Regions from separate parts of the Mus musculus genome. Here regions 1 and 2 are each linked to region 3. Evidence: chromatin contacts called from public ChIA-PET and HiChIP or PLAC-seq data. All regions are on one chromosome and are shown on one strand. The core of a region is the stretch at or near the end of the contact, and the rest is flanking DNA. Distances in the headings are between cores, read along the strand shown.

The links. ChIA-PET counts read pairs in DNA pulled down with a chosen protein or histone mark. HiChIP or PLAC-seq counts read pairs in DNA pulled down with a chosen protein or histone mark.
Region 1: a contact with region 3 is called in an RNA polymerase II ChIA-PET map of memory CD8 T cells, with 6 read pairs. The contact joins two enhancer-like sites.
Region 2: a contact with region 3 is called in an H3K4me3 HiChIP or PLAC-seq map of bone marrow-derived macrophages, with 6 times the contacts expected there. The contact joins two enhancer-like sites.

What each region holds. Positions count from the first base shown.
Region 1 is chr3:9,915,535-9,918,250 of GRCm38.p6, forward strand. No RefSeq gene overlaps it. Among named protein-coding and RNA genes, the nearest start is that of Gm33273, 32 kb to the left of the region's middle. Within about 2 kb of position 1,362, at least 11 of the 459 cell types and tissues checked have an H3K27ac peak or open chromatin away from gene starts, as enhancers often do. A contact at or near this core is called in memory CD8 T cells, where this site is marked.
Region 2 is chr3:9,946,341-9,949,196 of GRCm38.p6, forward strand. No RefSeq gene overlaps it. Among named protein-coding and RNA genes, the nearest start is that of Gm33273, 62 kb to the left of the region's middle. Within about 2 kb of position 1,296, at least 27 of the 459 cell types and tissues checked have an H3K27ac peak or open chromatin away from gene starts, as enhancers often do. A contact at or near this core is called in bone marrow-derived macrophages, where this site is marked.
Region 3 is chr3:9,499,496-9,502,531 of GRCm38.p6, forward strand. All of the region lies in intron 2 of Zfp704 (zinc finger protein 704), which reads right to left. Among named protein-coding and RNA genes, the nearest start is that of C030034L19Rik, 98 kb to the left of the region's middle. Within about 2 kb of position 1,411, at least 304 of the 459 cell types and tissues checked have an H3K27ac peak or open chromatin away from gene starts, as enhancers often do. A contact at or near this core is called in bone marrow-derived macrophages and memory CD8 T cells, where this site is marked.

The DNA.
Region 1 (2,716 bases), core at 112-2,611, 420 kb after region 3:
GGACATTGCTTTGTAATTTGTTTAGCATCTTAGTCAGCCCATTAACCTTTCACCCTGGACACAGAAGATGGGTTCGATGGTTTAATTCTGTTCCCTGAGGAGTCTATAACCACATCGTAAGCTGCAGCATGTTGGACATTAATTTGGATGTATTTTCAGTCACGTCCAGATTCAGGATAATGGAAGTATAGAAAATATGAACTTAGTCCATCTGTGAGGATGCTGACTTTGCAATCGTCGCATTGATTTCTGTTGATAGGAATGGTATGTACTGGCACTGGGGCTTCAGCAGTAAACTACATTTTATTTTATACTTAAGACTTATTTCCTTTTCTTAAAATCATTTCCTAAAATTATATGTATTGGTATGTGCGTATGAACGCAGGTGTCGTAGAGGCCAGAAGAGCATGTCATATACCCTGGAGTTGGTATTACAAGTGTATGTGAGCTTTCCAATATGGGTGCTGGAAGTTGGTCTTGGGTCCCCTGCAAGCGTAGTGCATGCTCTTAACCACCGAGCCACCGAGCCACCGAGCCAGCCGTGTTCTGGTTTGCTTTCTGTCGCTGTGTTAAAGCAGTTCATTTTATCTCACAGTCTCTGTTATAGTCAGTTGCTGAGGCAGGAGCTGAAGTGGAGGCACTGGTTCTCACTGGCTTGCTTCCCTCGGCTTGCACTCGTTTAAATTTATTTATTTATTTACTTTCTTATTTACATCCCACACTCTGCTTCCATAGGATTTCCCCCTCACGGAGTCCTTCCCCACAAAACCCTCCCCTTCTCCTCTGGAGAGGATGGCCCCACCCTGGGTATCCCACCACCCTGGTGGATCAAGTCTCTGCGAGATTAGATATATCCTCTCCCACTGAGGCCAACGAGGCAGCCCTGTCGGGGAACAGATTCCACAGTCAGGCTATAGCTTTAGGGACAGCCTCCACTCCAGTTGTTGGAGGCACCACATGGACACTGAACTGCATGTCTGTTACATACGTGCCAGGGACCTCGTTCCAGCCTGGGTATATTCTTTGGTTGGTGGCTCAGTCTCTGAGAGCTCCAAAGATCTAGATTAGTTGACTCTGTTGGTCTTCCTGTAGAGTTCCTATCCCATTCAGGGCCTTCAATCCTTCCCCCAACTCTTCCATAAGAATCCCCGACTTCCATACAGTGTTTGTCAGCCTGCTCTTTGATACACTCCAGGACCATCTGCCCAAGGGTGGCACCACCCACAGTGGGTTGGATCCTTCCATAAAAATCATTAATGATTAAAGGCCCTGCAGACTTGTCTGCAAGTCAAGCTTATGGAGGCCTTTTCTCAACGGATGTTCCCACTTCCTAGATCAAGCTAGCTTCTGTCGAGTTGCAAAAAAAAAAAAATCAAATCAGCATCAAATTCACACGGAGCCGCGCCTTTCCTGTGTGTGATTGCTACTGATTTCCTGTGCATATTTTCTGAAAGGCTTTTTGAGTACTCTTGGCTCCTCCAGGTGCTGTGATGTTTGGGACTTGGCGTTTAGGGGACTTGGAGTTTAGGGGACTATTTCAAAAGTCAGGAACTAATTTTCTGAAAAGAAGGGCTTGTGCAGAAAGCCACGTTTTGTTTTCTGTTGCCCCTTGCACCTCTGGACTCAAACCTGAAAAGCAGGAAAAGCTTTAGTAAGTTCACTCAGTTAAGTGAGAAGCTTAGCCTGGGAGAGCAGCTTATTAAGTGAGAAGCTTAGTCCGGGAGAGCAGCTCATTAAGTGAGAAGCTTAGTCCGGGAGAGCAGCTCCTTGTGCCAAGCTTCTAGCTGCCACCTGGGCCTCAGCCTCACCTCTGCACTTGTCACCACACATGCTGCTTAGGGATCAGGTTAATTCCTTTCTGGAACTGACTGGATCTACCTCTCCCAGACTCCTGCCACCATGGAGGTGACCCTTGATGACCTGAGTTTCTTCCGACACTATGCGTGCCCTTGCTTAGCTGAGTTTTACACTGATCTTATAATCAGGCCAATTTCTTTCATCACCCTTGTAATTGATCAAAAATTTATCTTCAGGCTAATCTGAGCCTGGATGAGCAGGAGCAGAAGTTGAGAGGAAACGCGTGTGCAAATCCTGCATGGTTTCTCAGTTGTTGTTTTATGGGAGTGATAGTTTTATTAGAAAGCATATATATATATATATACATATATATATATATGTCTCTCATTAAGTTGTGATTTGTTCTGTGAAATGGAAGTGTGTGAGGATGGAATATAAAATAAGCTAGGTGGGCTTGGTAGTTTGTGTAAGGATGTCATCTGATGTGCTTGGACTTGCTTTCACTTGTTGCCACAGGGTGGGCTGGTACCCAAGTGGGGCTTCCCCTTCTCTGAGGAGAATGGGAGCGGTAATGAGGGAGAAATGTATGAGGATGAGACTCAGAAGAGAGGAGGGAGGGGGCTGCAATTGGGATGAAAAGTGAATAAATACATAAATTAATAATAAAAAGAATGGCTGCCTGTGGATCCAGTTGGAGAGCTCTCAACTGCCTCTCCAGCACCATGGCTCCATGTGTGCCACCATGCTCCCTACCATGATAATGGACCAAACTCCTGAAACTGTAAACAAGCCCCAATTAAATGCCTTTCTTTCTGAGAGTTGCCATGATCATGGTGTCTCTTTACATCACTAGAATAGTGACCAAGACACACGGTCTCAAAGTTTGCTTCTGTGTGTTTTTGAAAACTGAATGAAAGAA
Region 2 (2,856 bases), core at 46-2,545, 450 kb after region 3:
AACATTGCAAAACCACAATTATTCTTTTACATACATTAGCATGACATCAGAGTACAGTCAACAAAATCTTAAGACAGAGCCTTGACAATGGGTGACAAACGCTACTCTTTATTCAACGAGGCTCTGAATGCTTCTCATGTCACATTTTTATATTTTTTGCAATTACAAGTTCCTCTTTGTATTCACTGATAGCTTGTTTTCTGCTTGGGATTTTTTGTTGTTGTCCTTGCTGCTGTTGTTCTGTTAACCAAGGCTGGGGAGTTGGCCTGGGGCGGGAGAGAGTGCAGAGTCACAGTCTTTCTGAGGAAAAGAAACGCTTAGCCAAGGATTCTCATGGTTCCTGTGGCTATGTTGTGACCTGAACTCGACGTGACTCAGCCTGATGCATGTTGCCACTGTGTCCCTGTCGTGAACTTTCCATTTTCACAAAGGCCCCACTGTGTAGCAATTTGGTTAGAGCCATGTCTTAGCCAGGGCTACTGGAAGTAGTCCTGTAGAGTATCTGTGGCATTCAGTAGGATGGGTGGCTTGGATTTCTATTGCTGTGATAGAACATGACCATGAATAAATTGGGTTGGAAAGGATTTATTTCATCTTTTACTTCTGAAGTCACTCCATTGTTGCGGGAAGTCAGGCCAGGAACTTGGAGACCAGAGCTGATGCACAAACTGTGGAGTGGTGTTGCTTACTGGCTTGCTCCGTATGACTTGCTCAGCCTGCTTTCTTGTAGCACCCAGGACCGCCAGGCCAGCGCTGGCACTACTCATAGTTAGCTGGGCTCTCTCGCATCGATCATCAATCAAGAAAACGTACCTCAGGCTAATCTGGTCGGGACATTTTCTCAGTTGAGGTTCCCTCTTCCAAAACGACACTAGCTTGTTCAGGTTGATGGGAACAACTAGCTAGCAAGGTGGAAGATAATTCTAGCAGAGAAATTTTAGGCATCAGTGCTGTGAATGAGATGTAGATCTGTGATATTAGAGCAAAGTTTGGTGAGATTTACCTTAACTCACTTGAAGAACTGAATCACAAGACAACAGGGCAAAATCAGGCCCTGCACAGCTGTGTGTCTTCCTGTAAGATATTTGTACCTATTTAGTCTAATATAAGTACAGTATCTGCAGATCCAACACGATAAGAGGCGTGGTCAAAGTCAAGACCCCCAAGAAGACACGCCCCAAGGCAAACCATCCCAGATTTACTGGAGCAGATGGAGTGGAGAGTGCTGTGGCCACTAGAGACCAGAGATATCTTTTGTTTTCTTCGCTAGGATTACAACTCTCCCTGTGAAGGGCGAAATGGCGATCCAAATATGGATCCCTTCAATTTTCTTTCATGGACAATTACTTTGAATGTGTGTAAGGCTTGACTTCAAATAAAAACATTTCTATGCAAAATTTAATTACTTAGGAAGGATATTATTTCAGACTCGGATCTACTAAACTTGAAAGTGACAGCCATTTCTAGCCATTGCTAAGTGCCACGGCCACACCCAGGCAGAGCGCTCTCCAAATTGGACTGGTTCTGCCATCTAGTGGCACAGTTGATTAACTACAAGTAGTTGAGGCACTCCCTGGCTTGGCCTGCCCACAGGGTGAGAATTAAGTCTGCACTTAACATTGTGGAATTTGTTTCACCTCCTCACACATGTGACTTTGGAGAAGCTATAGAATATTGCTCCATGTCGGCTAGCTGAACTGTATAATGACGATAAGGAGCTATTGCATGGTTCTCATGAGGCACCTGTGCTTCACACATGGGAAACACTTAGCAGATTTCCTGACAGTGATGTGATTATATTTATAATTTTTATTCTCAAAATGCACGTCTTTGGCTGAGGCATGAGAAATCAAGTTATGAAAATATGAATGATTTTTAATAAATGATGTCTATAATACTGAATGCTTGGATGAAAATCAAGTTTATTTAGGCTCTCTATGCACAGCGCCAACACATGCATGATCTCCGTGACACTTGCCTCAAGCCAAGCTGTTCCCCACCTCATAGAGAGCGACTCCATCCCAGCAGAACACTCGATATGTGCATGCTAGTGTGCGCCTTCTTTCTCCCACTTACAGAACCTCAGTCTTTATATCCAGCTAGGTGTCGGCTTCCTGTACACACTTCTCCAGTGCTGTCAAGCAGACTTCAATCCTGCATAGTCCTTTTCTGTGCTGTGTGTTAGAGCATTTGACATGGTCAGGCTGTCGGTGAGGATTGGGTGGGATGCAGGCTGATGCAGACCCGGAGTGTGAAATGCCTGTCATGAGACATTGAGTGTTACCCTCATATACTCTATCATCACAATGCCTGACACAAAGACTTCACACAACACAGGTCTCATCAAAGCTGAGAGGGAAAAATGATTTTAGAGACAGGACCTCACATGTAGCTGAACCAGGCCTTGCATTTGCAACCATCCTGCCACAGTGCATCATGAGAAGGCCAGACTAAACTGGCCTGGTAGGTTGAATTGGTAGATTTGATACCTAAAAGTAATGCTATAATAATAATAATAATAATAATAATAATAATAATAATAATAGTCATTAAGAAACACCTAAAGATTACTAAAACATAAAGAAGCCACTTCCCCTTCTCAAGTGATATTGAAGTTTGACATATTTTTAAGCCTCGCTGGACTTGCATGCTCACAATAGCTGCTTCTGAGCAGCCCTGTACCCCCACACTTGTCTTTTGTTGTCTAGGTGTTTGGGGCTACAGGGATTACATAAGTTTTATCCCCAGTTCCTCTACATCTGAAGTATTGCTAAAATTTCCCCCATTGCACCACTACTCAGACTTTGCTGAGTGCGGTGGCATGATTATATATCCACAGAGCACATCTTTGGCCAT
Region 3 (3,036 bases), core at 161-2,660:
TAGGCACCTATTCCAGTGCAGGGGGGATCATCACAGCCGTGGCTAAGCCTGCTTTTCCTTTGGTAGAACACACTCAAGTATTATGAGAACAATGATATAATGTCTGGAATCTGCTCTTAAAATACTGCACTTAAAAAAGGGAAGCAGATGAAAATCTGCCAGAAGCTGCTGCTGCTGCTGCAGAGGGACGGTAGGTGTGGGAGTTCCCTCTGCGGCTACTCAACATTTCCACGAAATCTAAAACAAAACAGACTTTTTTATGGGGAGGGGGAACTGTTGTTACAGGAGACACTGTCAGGAGAGGAACCAGAAAGCTCTATCAGAAAGGCTGGCTTCTGAATGACCCTGTGTGCCACAGAATGATATGACGCCATCCTAAACATTCAACATTATGTGTAAATAATTTTCTCAGAAATATACAATATGACAGCTTTACACACTCCTTTTAATGCCCTCCCCCACCCGCCCCCAGCAGTTGAGAATATGGGTATTGGATTAATGAGCACTGGTTGCTTCAGGACAGGGTGTGGGCCGGGCACCATGCTCAGTGACAGCCACCCAGTCTTCACTTCCTGCTCAGTCACCTCCAGATCTAGGCTTGGCTGCATTACCCTACTTTATAGATAGAGAAACTAAGGTCTGCAGAGGTGACAGTTTCCATGGTCACATAGAGTACCTGCTCCCATGGTGACCTACACTGCTGACATGTAGGACGACTGGCGCATAAATCAAGGTCACCGCAGTGTACAATGGGAAAAGTGTAGGAAGCTGCTTGGCTGTCACTGCCACAGCCATGGGGCTCAGGGTCAGGTCTGTGCGGGCTCAGTTCCAGCACTGAACTCGGTCACAGATTCAGCCATTATTTAAGTAGAAGAGGGACAGACTGCTCCTAGAGCAAGCAGAGGCAGAGAGAACCAACACCATTGTCCTCTCACTGACGACAGTTCTACAAACTGCTTAGTTCTTTCCTTTATAAGACCATCAATGAGAGGAGTGAGTGGCCCTTTGTCCTGCGAAGGCTCTATACCCCAATATAGGGGAATGCCAGGACCAGGAACCGAGTGGGTGGGTTGGGGAGAAGGGGGAGGGGGGAACGGGATTTTCAGAGGGGAAACTAGGAAAGGGGATAACATTTGAAATGTAAATAAAGAAAATATCTAATTAAAAAAAAAAGCCCATGCAGTTCTATTTTCCTTTTTGAGTGCTTTCTGAAGCCTGGTTATCTTTGGCAGGAGTTCACCTTGGGTCTTAAATAATTCATCCTTCAGTGTCTCTTTGGCACAGCAGGCAGGGGTGGTGTAGGGGAGGGTAGGGGAGGGAGGGTGAGCAAGCCTGTAAGAGGAGCATCACAAGTCAGGAGCTGGCACAGCTGCAGCCCCGAGAGGCCCCGCCTGGATGAGCTCATCCCTTGGCGGCACAGATTAGGATGACATCATGTTTCTGGAGGGCTCTCTAGCCTACTGCAGCTGCGCACAGCGTGCTTGCTTTTCCTGAGCACAGGAAAAATTAGCACCAGTATTTCTAGCTGTTCCTAAGGAAATGGCATTTTATTTCAGTGTGCTGTGGGATGCATAATACATCGCCTGCCTTACTATCAGCTCCCAGCCTATCAGTAAGCAACTCACAAATGCTGTACTTACAGGCTAAAAAGTCCAAGTACAGTGTTCTTCAAAGACTTTTATGCCAAGAGTATAAAACATTACCACACCATAGTATCAAGAACCAGTACTGATCATTATTTACGTACATCTCCTCTGTGTGGGGACAGGGGTCTCTGTGAACCCAATGCCGGCTTCAAACTTTCTATGTGGCAGCAGATGACCTTGAAATCCTCCTGCCTCCACCTCTTTAGTGTTCCCAGTTTCTAGTGTTCTGGGGACGGAAGTCGTCCATGGCGCTCATGTAGCATTTGCTTTAAGCTGGGAGCTGTGCGAAATGCTAAACATCTATTATCTAACTTAATCCTTTGCTTAGGCAAAGAAGGAGAACGGGCCTTTCCATACCTGTCCATACCTTACAGACGGGACACTGTAGCACGGGCCTTTCCATAACTGCCCATACCTTACAGACGGGACACTGTAGCACGGGCCTTTCCATAACTGCCCATACCTTACAGACGGGACACTGTAGCACGGGCCTTTCCATACCTGCCCATACCTTACAGATGGGACACTGTAGCACGGGCCTTTCCATACCTGCCCATACCTTACAGACGGGACACTGTAGCACGGGCCTTTCCATACCTGCCCATACCTTACAGACGGGACACTGTAGCACGGGCCTTTCCATACCTGCCCATACCTTACAGACAGGACACTGTAGCACGGGTCTTTCCATACCTGCCCATACCTTACAGACGGGACACTGTAGCACGGGTCTTTCCATAACTGCCCATACCTTACAGACGGGACACTGTAGCACGGGTCTTTCCATACCTGCCCATACCTTACAGACGGGACACTGTAGCACGGGCCTTTCCATACCTGCCCATACCTTACAGACGGGACACTGTAGCACGGGCCTTTCCATAACTGCCCATACCTTACAGACAGGACACTGTAGCACGGGTCTTTCCATACCTGCCCATACCTTACAGACGGGACACTGTAGCACGGGTCTTTCCATAACTGCCCATACCTTACAGACGGGACACTGTAGCACGGGTCTTTCCATACCTGCCCATACCTTACAGACGGGACACTGTAGCACGGGCCTTTCCATACCTGCCCATACCTTACAGACGGGACACTGTAGCACGGGCCTTTCCATAACTGCCCATACCTTACAGACAGGACACTGTAGCACGGGTCTTTCCATACCTGCCCATACCTTACAGACGGGACACTGTAGCACGGGCCTTTCCATACCTGCCCATACCTTACAGACGGGACACTGTAGCACGGGCCTTTCCATAACTGCCCATACCTTACAGACAGGACACTGTAGCACGGGTCTTTCCATACCTGCCCATACCTTACAGACGGGACACTGTAGCACGGGCCTTTCCATACCTGCCCATACCTTACAGACGGGACA